2 separate regions of the Sus scrofa genome follow, and region 1 is linked to region 2. The links are chromatin contacts, called in public HiChIP or PLAC-seq maps. All regions are on one chromosome and are shown on one strand. Each heading gives the region's core, a stretch centred on a gene start, on an enhancer-like site or on the middle of the called end of the contact. The rest is flanking DNA. Distances are from core to core; before and after follow the strand shown. Region 1 has its middle 55 kb from the start of ADAM23. Region 2 holds the start of EEF1B2 (eukaryotic translation elongation factor 1 beta 2).

Region 1 (2,700 bases), core at 81-2,580, 190 kb after region 2:
AGACTCATGGAGAGACTTGTGGATTGTAGGTGAGTGAGAAAGAGAGGATTGAATGACCCTCTTTCTCATAATGACCATGTTATGAAATAATTACCATATTGTGAAAAAACTGTCCTTTTCCTTGTATGGTATTTTTTTTTTTGGCCATGCTTGTGACATGTGGAAGTTTCTGGGCTAGGGGTCCAACCCAAGTCACAGCAGTGACCCAAGCCACAGCAGTGACATCCTGCTGTACCACCAGGGAACTCCTGAAAACAACAATGAAAAGCTGCAGTTTGGAAGTTCAGCATAGAGACTCTAGAACCAGACGGCTTATTACAATTCCAGCCCAGCCCCTTACTGGGTGTGTGACATGGGTCAAATCCCTGAATGGCTCTCTGCCTTGGTTTCTTCCACCGAAGGTGTGGAATGATAATTATACTTATTTTGTAGATGAAAAATTGAAAAGTGAGTTAATATATGTAAAGCCCCTAGGAAACTATTTGACACAGAGTATGTACCTAAAAAAATTCGTTATTGTTAATACTATTAACCATTTTGTACAGTGTATCAGGTGCATTTTTACTATCACCTCACTTGAGTTCTCTGAGATACTTGTTCCTTTCAATATGCATCCACCTATGGCTAAGATGCTGTTCCTGATTTCATCAGGTCCTAAATTTGGGGGCTGCCCTTCCATGCTCTGGATCTTTTATATTCTCTGCTAAGCTGATCATATTCTATGTTATTAATAGGTATTGATAACTTCATGTTATTCCGCTCAAGTGACATTTGCATTTTAACAAGAATTTTCAAGACCTTGACTCAAAGGAGTGAGTAATGTGGTTATTTTAGGGATCCTGGCAGAGAGAAATAGCTCTTGGGCTGGGAGAGCTTTCCTAAATTCTAAATTTATATCAAGCCAGCAGCTGCCTACTCTGCTCAGTCAGAATATGGTGTGGGGGTTATATTGGTGATCAGAGAGTGATTTAAATCAGTTAACCAATATTTTTGTCAATAGTTATATGCCAGGAACTGTATTAGGTAACATAGGGAAGAATGTGAAGATGAATAATCCTTGTTTCAAGAAATTTATAATCTAATTGAAGGGCTCAAGATGTGGAAAAACGAAAAAGATACTTATTCTTATCGCCAACGTCAGAACAGACCTGAGAATGTTGCCTACTGGTCAATATACTGGTGTGAGGTCTTGGGGACTGGGTCACATTAGGAACAAAATCACCTAGAAGCTGCACATAAGATCATTTTATTGCAGAACCCAAAGCAAGAGCAACTGCTTAGAAATGGAGCTGGCTCTGCAGTCAGAATCACTGAAGGGGGAGACACTGCACTGAGTTATGCATCAGATGGAGCTTCTGGATGAAGCGCTAACAGAGAGTGAGAGGCTGGAACAGGATGGGAGTGCAGGGCAGGTGAACGTGGGGGATCCATGTAACCTGGTGGGGACCTCGTTCATAGGATCCCTGGCATGCCTTGTGTGGTGAGGGTGGTATCTTAAAGGAACAAAACTGGGATGAACAAATAATGTCTCTTTCCTCATTTGTAACATAAGGAAGGTGGAAACATGTAAGTACTAAGCTCTGGTGGTCTGTAAGATCAATCACTCTACGACCAGCCAAAGACAGTAATAGGTGGTATTCAAATGAAACGTACAGACCCATGGTTCCAAATCATAGCCCACCAGAGTTCTTTTGTTCATTAGCTGCGAAATCTCTCAATTTTCTATTGCTGTCACTTGAATGTGTGAAGAAAATGCAGATTTCTTAGTTCTCCAAAACTGAAGCAGTAGTCTTTACAAGGTAGGAGTAAGAAGAAAGCAAATTTAGCTCAATTCAATGATTTAAACCTAAAGTTAAGCATCTTGAGACAAAGTGACAGCATCTGTTCTCTATTTTTTTCCATTGATTACCAGATCAGCTTTGATGTTCAGCATTTGAAATACCATACTTTTAAAAAAATTATTCTCTATTTTTAATACATCAACGGCAAATCACTTGCCTAACATATAATTCTTTTTTTTTTTGTCTTTTGTCTTTTTTTTTTGTTTGTTGTTGTTGTTGTTGTTGCTATTTCTTGGGCCGCTCCCGAGGCATATGGAGGTTCCCAGGCTAGGGGTTGAATCGGAGCTGTAGCCACCGGCCCACACCAGAGCCACAGCAATGCGGGATCCGAGCCGCGTCTGCAACCTACACCACAGCTCACGGCAACGCCAGATCGTTAACCCACTGAGCAAGGGCAGGGACTGAACCCACAACCTCATGGTTCCTAGTCGGATTCGTTAACCACTGCGCCACGACGGGAACTCCCTAACATATAATTCTTTAACAGGGCCAAAATATAAATGTATTACTGAAAAAAAAAACAAAAGAACTTATGAATATGAAACAATTTAAATAGTTTTTTTGGCCTTTGATCTTTTCGAAAGTTCTTGGGCCAGGGATCAAACCTGCTGCCATAGCAGCGACCTGAGCCACTGCAGTAACAATGCTGGGTCCTTAACCCACCAAGCCACCAGGGAACTCTGGTATTTTCATTTATACCCCTCTTCTTTCCTTTTGCTTCACTCCAAGGTGATTTGGTATATTTGCTTATATAATCTTACGGTGTTGAGTGGAAGGAGTGCTTATTTTCATACACCTATGTCTTCTAAAAACGAAGTGGTTTTTAGTGATATCAGTTATCTGCATGATGAGTGCTGGG
Region 2 (2,700 bases), core at 103-2,602:
TTGATATGAAGGTAAAAATGAATTTGCTGAATTAGAGTAATGACAGATTCAAATTCAAAAATCAGTATTTCATACAACGATGTAAAAACGCTGGAAGACTTTTTTGACCAGCCCAGCTAAAATGTCCTAACTACTCCCCAGTCATATCACCATTTAATTCTTCTTAGTAGATTCATTTCTGGCTTATAGTGGGCGATCAATAACTGTCTGCTAAATGAACTCTATCTCCACTCTCTGGCCATAACTTAATGTCACTTCTCTGCTATTAAAGAATGCAGGTGTTCTGGCAAACGCATAACACCCCGCTTAAAGATGCACATACAACTCGGTGGAAAAAAAGGACATTCCATAAAAAACTAATTTGCTGTTTATTCATCAGAAACAGTTCACCGTTACATTTCCTACACCCTCAATTCGTATTTGAGCAGAGTCGTCTCTGATACACGATTTTACAGTACATGTACTAGTTCCCCCAAACTTTTAAACAACGTAGCTTTTTGTTATTCGCACTGCAACCTTGGGACAAATTTTAAAATGTCCTTTTCTTCAGTTTCCCCACCAGTGAAAGAGTTAATAAGTGTTATCCAATCCATAAACATAACCAAATAATAAGAGGCATGTACGGTTGCTAAGGCAACAGCAACGAAAGATGCACTGTACCAGGTTTTGTGCTAATTTGGTGGAAAATGCTCCGTCTTTAGGCCCATGTCACTTGGCACAGGTCCTCTCTCGGGGAACAATACGGCCTTCTCTCCAGGTAGAGGACTGTCCTGCATTCCCTTGCAGAAGGAAGGTCACCCACAAGGCTGCATTCGGGTTAGCGCTCCCCCCGGGCCTCCAGACCTCTCCTCCTCTCTGTTCCATCATACCAGAAACCTTGACTAACAGACCTCACCTGCCGGCTTTCTGAGGGTTCCCCAGGAGGCAGGGTGGAACGGGGTACCCAGTCAAGGACAAGAGGAGAAATGAGTCGGTTGGACCAAAGGAAAGAGTCTCATCAAGGAACAAACTCCGAGGGCCAAGGTACCTCAGCCTTCTCACCCAAACACGACCTCACCTTTTCCCTGGAGCCGCCGAGGATGGCTGCTCTGCAGAACCGTCTACACCGCAACGACCCCTTCAAAGGCCGATTTGCTTATTCAATATGGCGGCCTCGGGCATCTCCGTCAGCCAGTCCTGCAAGAACGGAAAGCCGGGAGGGACCAGAAACCCCAGTTCAACAACTTCCCGCGTAGATTGAGTTCAGCAACTTCCGTCAGTTTGACAGAGGGCGGGGCGGAGGGCGTTGCAGCCGGGAGCGGGGGCGGGGTAGAAGGGTTGGCTCAGACCTGCAGTTCCGCCGGAAGTGGCCTGGCGGCCCAGGCCGAACGTCTTCGGTCATCTCCGGTGCTTCAAAAGGCTCTTCTTGTAATCTTCCGAAGCCCTTGGCGATAGTAATTTGAGAAATATCCATTTTATTAATGATTTGCAAACACAGAGAAATACCGGTGGGCAATCTGTCGGCCTATTTCAGAGCCCTTGATTTTTACATTGTGGAAGCGTAAAGTGCTTTAACCTTTAACCTCTAACCTCCGGCCAGGGGCATCGGAGAGAAACGCCTCCGTCTCTATATAAGGAATTTCCGGGCTTTTTGCGGCCTTTTTCCTCTTAGCGTTAGGCTCCCTCGCCTGCGCTCCTTTTTTCCTCCGCTGCGGCCCAGTTCCCAGATCGACAATCGCCATGGGTTTTGGAGACTTGAAAAGCCCCGCCGGCCTCCAGGTGCTCAACGACTACCTGGCAGACAAGAGCTACATCGAGGGGTGAGCGGACCGGCAGGGGCGGCCGGGTGCGGTGGGGCCACGTGGCGCGGCCTCGGCTGCTGCTGGAGGAAAGGAAGCCTGGACCCAGGGCTCTCCCGGGGGAAGGGGCTGCAGAGAGAGAAGGGTTAAAGAGGTGCTTTCTTTTCGATTACTTGATTCAACTAGGTTTTTCTGCGTTTTGCTCAGTTAACAGATGGAAGCCTGTAGACATGGCGTTAGTGATTGCAATTTCCGAGGTCTACTAAGTGTCAGGCATGTCTCAGGATAGCGCGGAGAACTGAGTAGATAATCCCTGATCCTAAGGAGCTTTTTTTTTTCTCCTTTTCTCAAATAGCTAAAGCACCTTAGGGCCCCCTAACAAATGGGCGCGTTCTCATTCAATAATTTGAGGGTCGTAGCGTTTGTCATTTATTTGCTGGTGTTCGTAGCTTTTTTTTTTTTTTTTTTTTTTTTTGAGGTGTGTATAACTAGTTTTGTATCATGGACAGGTATGTGCCATCACAAGCAGATGTGGCAGTTTTTGAAGCAGTCTCCGGCCCACCACCTGCTGACTTGTGTCATGCCCTACGTTGGTATAATCACATCAAATCTTATGAAAAAGAAAAGGCCAGGTAAAATTATCTTTGTGTTCATCTGAAGAATGGACTGATTTTAAGGTTAAACTTGGGATTTTCGCGTGACAAATTAGGATTCTGGCGACTTCATGTTTGTTGGGATATTGTAAGCTAAATTTCTGTGACTTTAGAAGACCAAGAGACTGGAATTCTCCATTTTTTCATGTAACAGGTAGGACATGAACAATTTTGATAAAAAGCAAATCAGGTGAAATGGAAAGTTTTACTCAAGCCACAATGAGAATTACAACTTGTGAAAAGCCCCTCAGAAACATCTGAGAACTGTT

The links. HiChIP or PLAC-seq counts read pairs in DNA pulled down with a chosen protein or histone mark.
Region 1: a contact with region 2 is called in an H3K27ac HiChIP or PLAC-seq map of skeletal muscle, with 4 times the contacts expected there. The contact joins the enhancer-like site here to the promoter of EEF1B2 in region 2. A contact is called at or near these places in 3 of 5 promoter capture datasets (fetal skeletal muscle, liver and skeletal muscle), 25 of 47 Hi-C or Micro-C datasets (alveolar macrophages, brain, embryonic fibroblasts and 15 more) and 1 of 2 datasets of contacts at active chromatin or transcription factors (skeletal muscle).

What each region holds. Positions count from the first base shown.
Region 1 is chr15:109,638,836-109,641,535 of Sscrofa11.1, forward strand. No RefSeq gene overlaps it. Among named protein-coding and RNA genes, the nearest start is that of ADAM23, 55 kb to the right of the region's middle. Within about 2 kb of position 1,331, at least 3 of the 83 cell types and tissues checked have an H3K27ac peak or open chromatin away from gene starts, as enhancers often do. A contact at or near this core is called in fetal skeletal muscle and skeletal muscle, where this site is marked.
Region 2 is chr15:109,450,549-109,453,248 of Sscrofa11.1, forward strand. It overlaps EEF1B2 (eukaryotic translation elongation factor 1 beta 2), which reads left to right and starts at 1,353. Exons shown (of 6, transcript NM_001243524.1): 1 at 1,353-1,799; 2 at 2,288-2,410. The coding sequence starts at 1,720. NDUFS1 (NADH-ubiquinone oxidoreductase 75 kDa subunit, mitochondrial) reads right to left here and starts at 1,265. Exons shown (of 19, transcript XM_003133603.5): 1 at 1,058-1,265.